Regions from separate parts of the Gossypium hirsutum genome. Here region 2 is linked to region 1. A link is a contact called in public Hi-C data. All regions are on one chromosome and are shown on one strand. The core of a region is the stretch at or near the end of the contact, and the rest is flanking DNA. Distances in the headings are between cores, read along the strand shown.

Region 1 (3,310 bases), core at 279-2,778:
AAAAGAATGAAAGAGATGAAGCTTATTTTCTTCTTTTGTTTTATTATAATTAAAAGTTTAATCATTTTAATAATTTAATAATTAGCAAAACTTACTAAATTTGCATCCCGAAACCGGCCACTAGCTAATTTATGGTTTAATTGCCTTTTAAATCCCTTCCATTAGCTTATAAATACGATTTGACACTCAAACATCAATAGCAATTGACTTTTGCAGCTTTTATGATTTAGTCTTTTTTTCTTTAATTAACTAATCAAATGATAAAATTACTGGACTGGAATTTAATATAGCTATATAGTAACTCCATAAATATTTATTAAAAATATTTACAGGCTCGGTTTACAGAAACGAAATTTTGATACCTCATTTTTCAAAACTACTTTACTTTAGGGACAAACCACTTGCTTAACTATTTGATTAATTAACAAAAATTATTAAATAAAAAATTTAATATGATATTCTATTTGACTTATAAATATTAAATAATTAATTTTTATGAAATCTCATGTTAAAATTATAGTCCCAAAATCACTATTTCTGATACCGTTAAAAAACGAACTCGCCTATACTTATCTTTAACCCCTTACCTTGAAGGACATAATCTTTGTACCTTTTGATTCTTCTGTCACATTTCCACTTACCTCGTAAGAGATAAGTATTTCAAAACTTCCTTAAAATATCTTATATCAACATGTTTTTGCTGCCTAATAATAGAAGTTACAAAATCTTAGTAAAAAGTTGCCAGCTAAAGCAATGTTGCAAATCTGTTGTGGTTGTTATTGTTGGCACAAATTTAGGCACAACCTTTTTATAAATAAGCATTCTAATATTTATTCATAAATGAGTTATTGAAAGAATTAAGATATTTTATTATATAAATAATTTACGTGTCAACTTTTATTAGGAATTAACATCGTTAAGGGAAGTATTAGATTAATAGATAGAATAAAAAGTTTAAAAGTATAAATATTACATTGAAAGATTTATTAAAGTATATGGAGATTTTTTACCATTATCCTCTCTTTTTTTTTATATGGATCATTATTTAATAAATAACAATAACTTGGAATTCTTAGAATTTGAAGAATTTAATCTGATGCGTTTTCCATTTTTAGTTTGATGCAGCTCAATTCATTGAAAGAAAAAGGTTTCGATATGTACCGATTAATTGTGGCTTGTATCTCGTTCTAAAATATAAGAAATTTTTTAAATAATTTTACTATAAATTTTTGATTATATTTGTTTTTTTTTATTTAATATTTAAAATTATCCATAGTTCCTTCTCACTCATAAATAAGAAAATAATACATTTTATTGACAATTAAGTTCAATTAATAATAAAATATCAGTATTCCACTCACCTAAACTTTTAAAGGAAAAGAAAAACAAAAAGTAACCATGATAGCAATTAAGATAAATCTTGATTTTCAGTGGTAGCATTTTATTGGAGGCCTTGGTATATCGTAATGGGAAATAAAACCCAAGTTTTCCCCAATCCCGACCTTTTATTATTGTCGACAGTTTTGGACCTACCACGTGTTCAAACCCCACATTTATCTTTGTTTTTCTTCTGCAATGGCAGTAGTGCATTTCATCTCCATCTCCGGATATTTTATTTTGGGTAAACTACTTATTTAGTCACCCCATTTTACCTGCATTCCTATTTTGGTCATCTATTTAAAATATTTGTTATTTTATCACTCTAGTTAGATAAGTTGTCAATTTTATTCTCTTTACTGTTAAATGTCTTTGGTCGCCAACTAGAATACTGATGTGATAGTCTTTTGATTAATATAATAACAAATTTAACCCTTAATACTTTGCACATTCTGTTAATTTGATCCCAAATTTAAAGAAATCAATAAATTTAACCCTCAATGTTTACATTTTCATCAATTTAGCTCAAATTCAAAAAAATTATAATTTTAAAAACTTTGAAAATATATATTATTTATTATAAAAGACATAAAATATAAAAATATATATAATTCTTAACTTGAAATGTATGTTTAATTGAAAAACAACAATTATTAGTAAAAGGAAAAATATGATTACATTTTCAAGTAAGAAACAAAAAATCTTTTTATTCTCTTCTTTTATTTAAACCCAAAACCTTCAATTACCCTAAACTCATTTCTTAAGTTGAAAGACCTTTTCAATTTCTTCAAAAGCCTCTCCTTGATTAGTAAAGAATCGGTAAATTAAATATTACTTTAATCTGTTAGAAACTTTTAATTTCTTTAAAAAAAAAAACCCTTTTCAATTAACACATTTTATAGCTTCAAAATAATTTTGAGAAGACATGAGTTTCAAACAAAATAGTTCTTGGGATTTTTACTCTGTTCAACTATGGATTTTAAAACCTTTAGAAAAATAAGTTCATAGGTTTACAAATTTTGACTTCAAAAGAGGGGAGGTTTCAGTGCTTGTCTCCAATTCTGCTTCTGTTCCTCTGAAACAATCGACATTGTTCTTTATTTCGTGTTTTGAGTTTCAGTGCATGCTGTTGCTTACTTACAACACTAGCTCTTTCTTTTAACTTTCTACTCTCTTGTGCTTCAATTAAGTAATGTATTTGTACTCAAAAGTCCTTGATGGGAAGTTTTGTTCCGGCCATAGGAATAATGACGAAGTTCCAAAATATCAACTAAAACATAGGGTTGCTTGACTAATGGTGGTAGAGACGTGCCATAATGGCAATACAACATGAAAAGGTCCCCTCCATTATTAGCTTTCGGTTTAAGCATTTGGGCTCCAACATTTCTCCATTCACAAGAAAAGGCGCATTCATTTGTCTCTTTATGCAAGCATCCAGGGAAAAGAAAGGGTTAACATAACTTGAAATAAGCTCTTCAACCACATAAATTATTCTCTTTTCTATTTCAACACCCGAATACCAACAAGCAAAGAAGATACCATACTACGTTTGTAACAAAATTACATCTCGACATATTAGGCCCATTCCCCTTTTAAACATACTTCTATTTTTATCTCACCTAAATTATGAGATTAAAATTTTATCCAACTCTATTTATATTTTACAAATGATTTATCCAAACCTATTTTAGGTCCATTCATATTAATTTTTAAAAAGATTTAAAAATACATATTTATATTATTTTAATTTAATATTTAATAATTTTATATATTTTTATTTACTAAAATTATATATATAATTATCTTAATAATTTTTTATGTTTATATTATAGTAGTATTATATATTACTATAAATTTAATTTTTATGTGTTAAATTACATAATATATATAAATAACATAATATAAAATATTACAAACTTATAAATAGGCCGGG
Region 2 (3,310 bases), core at 342-2,841, 92 kb after region 1:
CTAGAAAGTGACACGTGACGTGCTATGTGTACCTTATGTTGATGTACAATGACTAGTTTTTAATAGAAGAATTGGATGGAATTTTTAATAGAACGACCATTTTGCATTTAATCTAATGTCCAAGGATTAATTTGTCCATCTTTTAAGTAGGGGAGACAAAATTTAAATTCACCCTTGATATAAGGGTGTCCATGTCATTTTACTTATAAAAGTATGAAAAGACAAAATGGCATCACAATAATATTATAGTTTAAAATAAAGATATTTCTATAATTTCATTACCGAGTTGATGACAGTAACACTAACTTCGCCAAATGTTTAAATATTAAATAGTGAAAATTTTTATATAGAGGAGTTATAAATATTTAAAATTTTTAAATATATATAATACCATGAATATGATGATTGCACAAAATACAAATACATATCTTTTCAGTTTTTTTTTATATTTATGAATTATAACAAATACAATATAATTATAAATATAAGTATAAGTAATTACAAGTATTAAATTATTATAGACGAACTATACAATTAAATTATTATAATCTAAACAAATTAAAAACTGATATAGTTCAAACTAAAACCAATTAGGACTAACTGGACCAAAACTCTCATTATGAAACTTAAAAACTCGCGTATATAAATTAGGCATGAACTATATTTTAAATTGACATAGACGTCGTTATACATCGTTTACATCAAAATTAATAGACGTGAATGAAGGTCACGTGCATGGCACCGACCAATAATGGACCGGAAATTCTCATCAAGACTGGCTGGCCTGCTGCCACGTATACCAATCCCTTCAGGTCTTGCACTGTATTATCACATAAAATATTTAATATTTTACTCCTATTTTCTATTTATGTGTTGTTCTTGCATGAGGTGGTCATAAAATAGTCTTGGGTCCCGCCAAGTGGGATACGTGTATTGCTAGGATTCTTTCAAGTCCCTTTCAAACCAGACCAACATCTTAGATGGAGGGAATGATCAACGGCTGGTATCTCCTCACCGGTTATTTCTAATTATTCGATCCAACGGTGTAAATCGAATTGACGGCTGCCGCCCAACAGTGTTTCCCAAGTCTTGAACTGTCGGTAAATTAGGAGTCTGTGGTAACATTTTTATTATAAAGAAAATGAAAAAAGTAAAGGACAAAGTATGTTACTAGTCCCTGCTTTTCTATAAATTTTGATATTTACTCCCTATATTTTAAAATTTAAAAGTTCAATTCTCTTACTTTTTCAATTTAAAAATCTTAATCCAATAATTATCATATGCTAAAATGTTTATTTTCATTTTATTTTCACTCATATGATATGTCACATGAGGGCAACTTAATCAACATGCTAAATTGGTAAATTTTGACAAAAAAAATACTTACTATTTTAATGATTGGATTGAGATTTTTAGATCAAAACAGTTAAAGGGCTTAATTTCTAACCTTTTAAGTATACAAAATAAATCTCAAATTTTATCAAAAGTATAGGGCCTAACAGACAATTTTAACGAAAAGTAAATTACAATAAAAAAATAAAGTAGCCGTTGGAGACGTGGAGTTTATTACTTGTATAAAAAGAGGCACAGACTTTTAAACACATGAAAGTCTGGAAGAAAAGTAGAATAAATTAAAAATCCAAACCATTTCGGATCCCTCTGGGATCGAAATCGATTTTGTATCTATTTTCTGTTTATCAATAGCATTTCCTAACCAATATTCTTTTTCTTTTTTACTTTTCATTGAGAAAATCTGTAAAGATTTCCTCTGAAATATATATATCTTGAGCATGTTTTTGGCTTCAGGCTTTTGATCATATTATTTCGAAGATCATCGCCTCTTTTTGTTTGATATTGAAAAAGCTTGTTCGTTGTTTGCCAAAGCAAAACCCAGTAGTATTATGGATGGGATTTTCTTGTCATCTTCAGCTGAGAAATCTGTTTCTCCAAACAAGCAACTCAAGAACATTCCAAGGAGACATAGTAGTGGAGCTCACACAAGCATCATCCATGGGGGGGGAGGAGGCCTCTTTTTGGCTCCTCCACCGTCTCTTTCCTTCTCTTATCCATTCTATCAGGCTCAGCATCAACCACCTCTCCTTCCACTTCCACTCCCTAATAAACCTCTTCATACGTCGCTCCCTTCTCGAACCCCACCCCTTTCATCTTCTCCATCTAACCTCAAAAGCAACAGATACAAAGACCAATCTCTGACCCCTCCAAAGAGATCAAAATCGAAGCAACTCAGTGGCAAATCAGTAGGAGAGCCAAAGAAACTTCAAACCAGACCAACGGAGGGAAAAAAAGCACAAGGTGCAATTAGTAAGCCCTTTGTCATGGCATCAGGAGGACCCCAGGCGGCTGCGAGAGATTTGGAGAGGCTTTCAAGTTCTATCTTTACACTCTCTCCACCACCTAGCAGCTTGCCTTTGCCCAGCTTTTCGCTTAGACCAAAGCTTGGCTGCAAGGCTGAAGCTGGTGGAGGAGTCGATGATGGAGCCACTGACAATCTCCGACGACTCCTACGTCTCCCTTGAAGGGTCTTTTCCGTAAATAAAGGCGTGAACAATAATTAAGGGTAAGCAGTAACTTCTGTTCTTCCTTTTTCTAGTTTTTCTCCTTAATTGTCTCATGTCATGGGAAATTATAAAGATACCTCATAGTTTTTTTGAGCTGAGGTGCAGGAATAAAAGAAAAACTAGAGTGGATAAGAAGTGTGCTTGCTTCTGAGTTCTAAGGCTTTGGGTCAATAGTTTGTTCAACTTTTTCCATTTTCTTTTATAGCGTATTAAGTATATTGTAATTTAGATCCTATGCTGATCATAATGCGATCACCGCCTTGTTTTTGAATCGGGGGTGAACATATAAAAGCTATATGTGTAAGGCTTTGCCATTTTCTTGTGTTTGATAATCTTAAGGCTGTTTCTGAACAGACGATTGCCACATTACGAATTAAGCACATGCACGCATTTTATGTCTCGATAATAACATCTATGCCAACCAATCTTCACTTCACCTCACCGGATTTAAATCATAGGAGGTGAGAGAAAGCAGCATGAGCAAGCAAATGATAAACTTATATATATTAGGTGCCATTCTGCATGGATTATGCTTTCTTATGGACTCGGAATTTCTCACCATATTCAGGAATAGTGTCCCAATCTCTGTCTTTTAACCAGCTGAGATAGATATTTATTTTTTCCTCTTAATTTCTGTGAGCACAAGGCTTCCAAAGAAATTGCAAATTGCATATTTAAGAAATGTTCAAAGATTTTCAAAAAAAAGTCTTGATTTTTCGTTTTTTTCTTCA

Evidence for each region. A called contact is a pair of places that touch in the nucleus more often than the background predicts.
Region 2: a Hi-C map of leaf shows a contact between it and region 1, with 2.8 times the contacts expected there. The contact joins the promoter of LOC107910706 here to the enhancer-like site in region 1. A contact is called at or near these places in 6 of 34 Hi-C or Micro-C datasets (callus and leaf).

The regions. Positions count from the first base shown.
Region 1 is chrD02:23,111,728-23,115,037 of Gossypium_hirsutum_v2.1, forward strand. No RefSeq gene overlaps it. Among protein-coding and RNA genes, the nearest start is that of LOC107910707, 26 kb to the left of the region's middle. Within about 2 kb of position 1,529, at least 2 of the 9 cell types and tissues checked have an H3K27ac peak or open chromatin away from gene starts, as enhancers often do. A contact at or near this core is called in leaf, where this site is marked.
Region 2 is chrD02:23,203,529-23,206,838 of Gossypium_hirsutum_v2.1, forward strand. It overlaps LOC107910706, which reads left to right and starts at 1,592. Exons shown (of 2, transcript XM_016838666.2): 1 at 1,592-2,578; 2 at 2,685-2,930. The coding sequence starts at 1,902. The coding sequence ends at 2,537.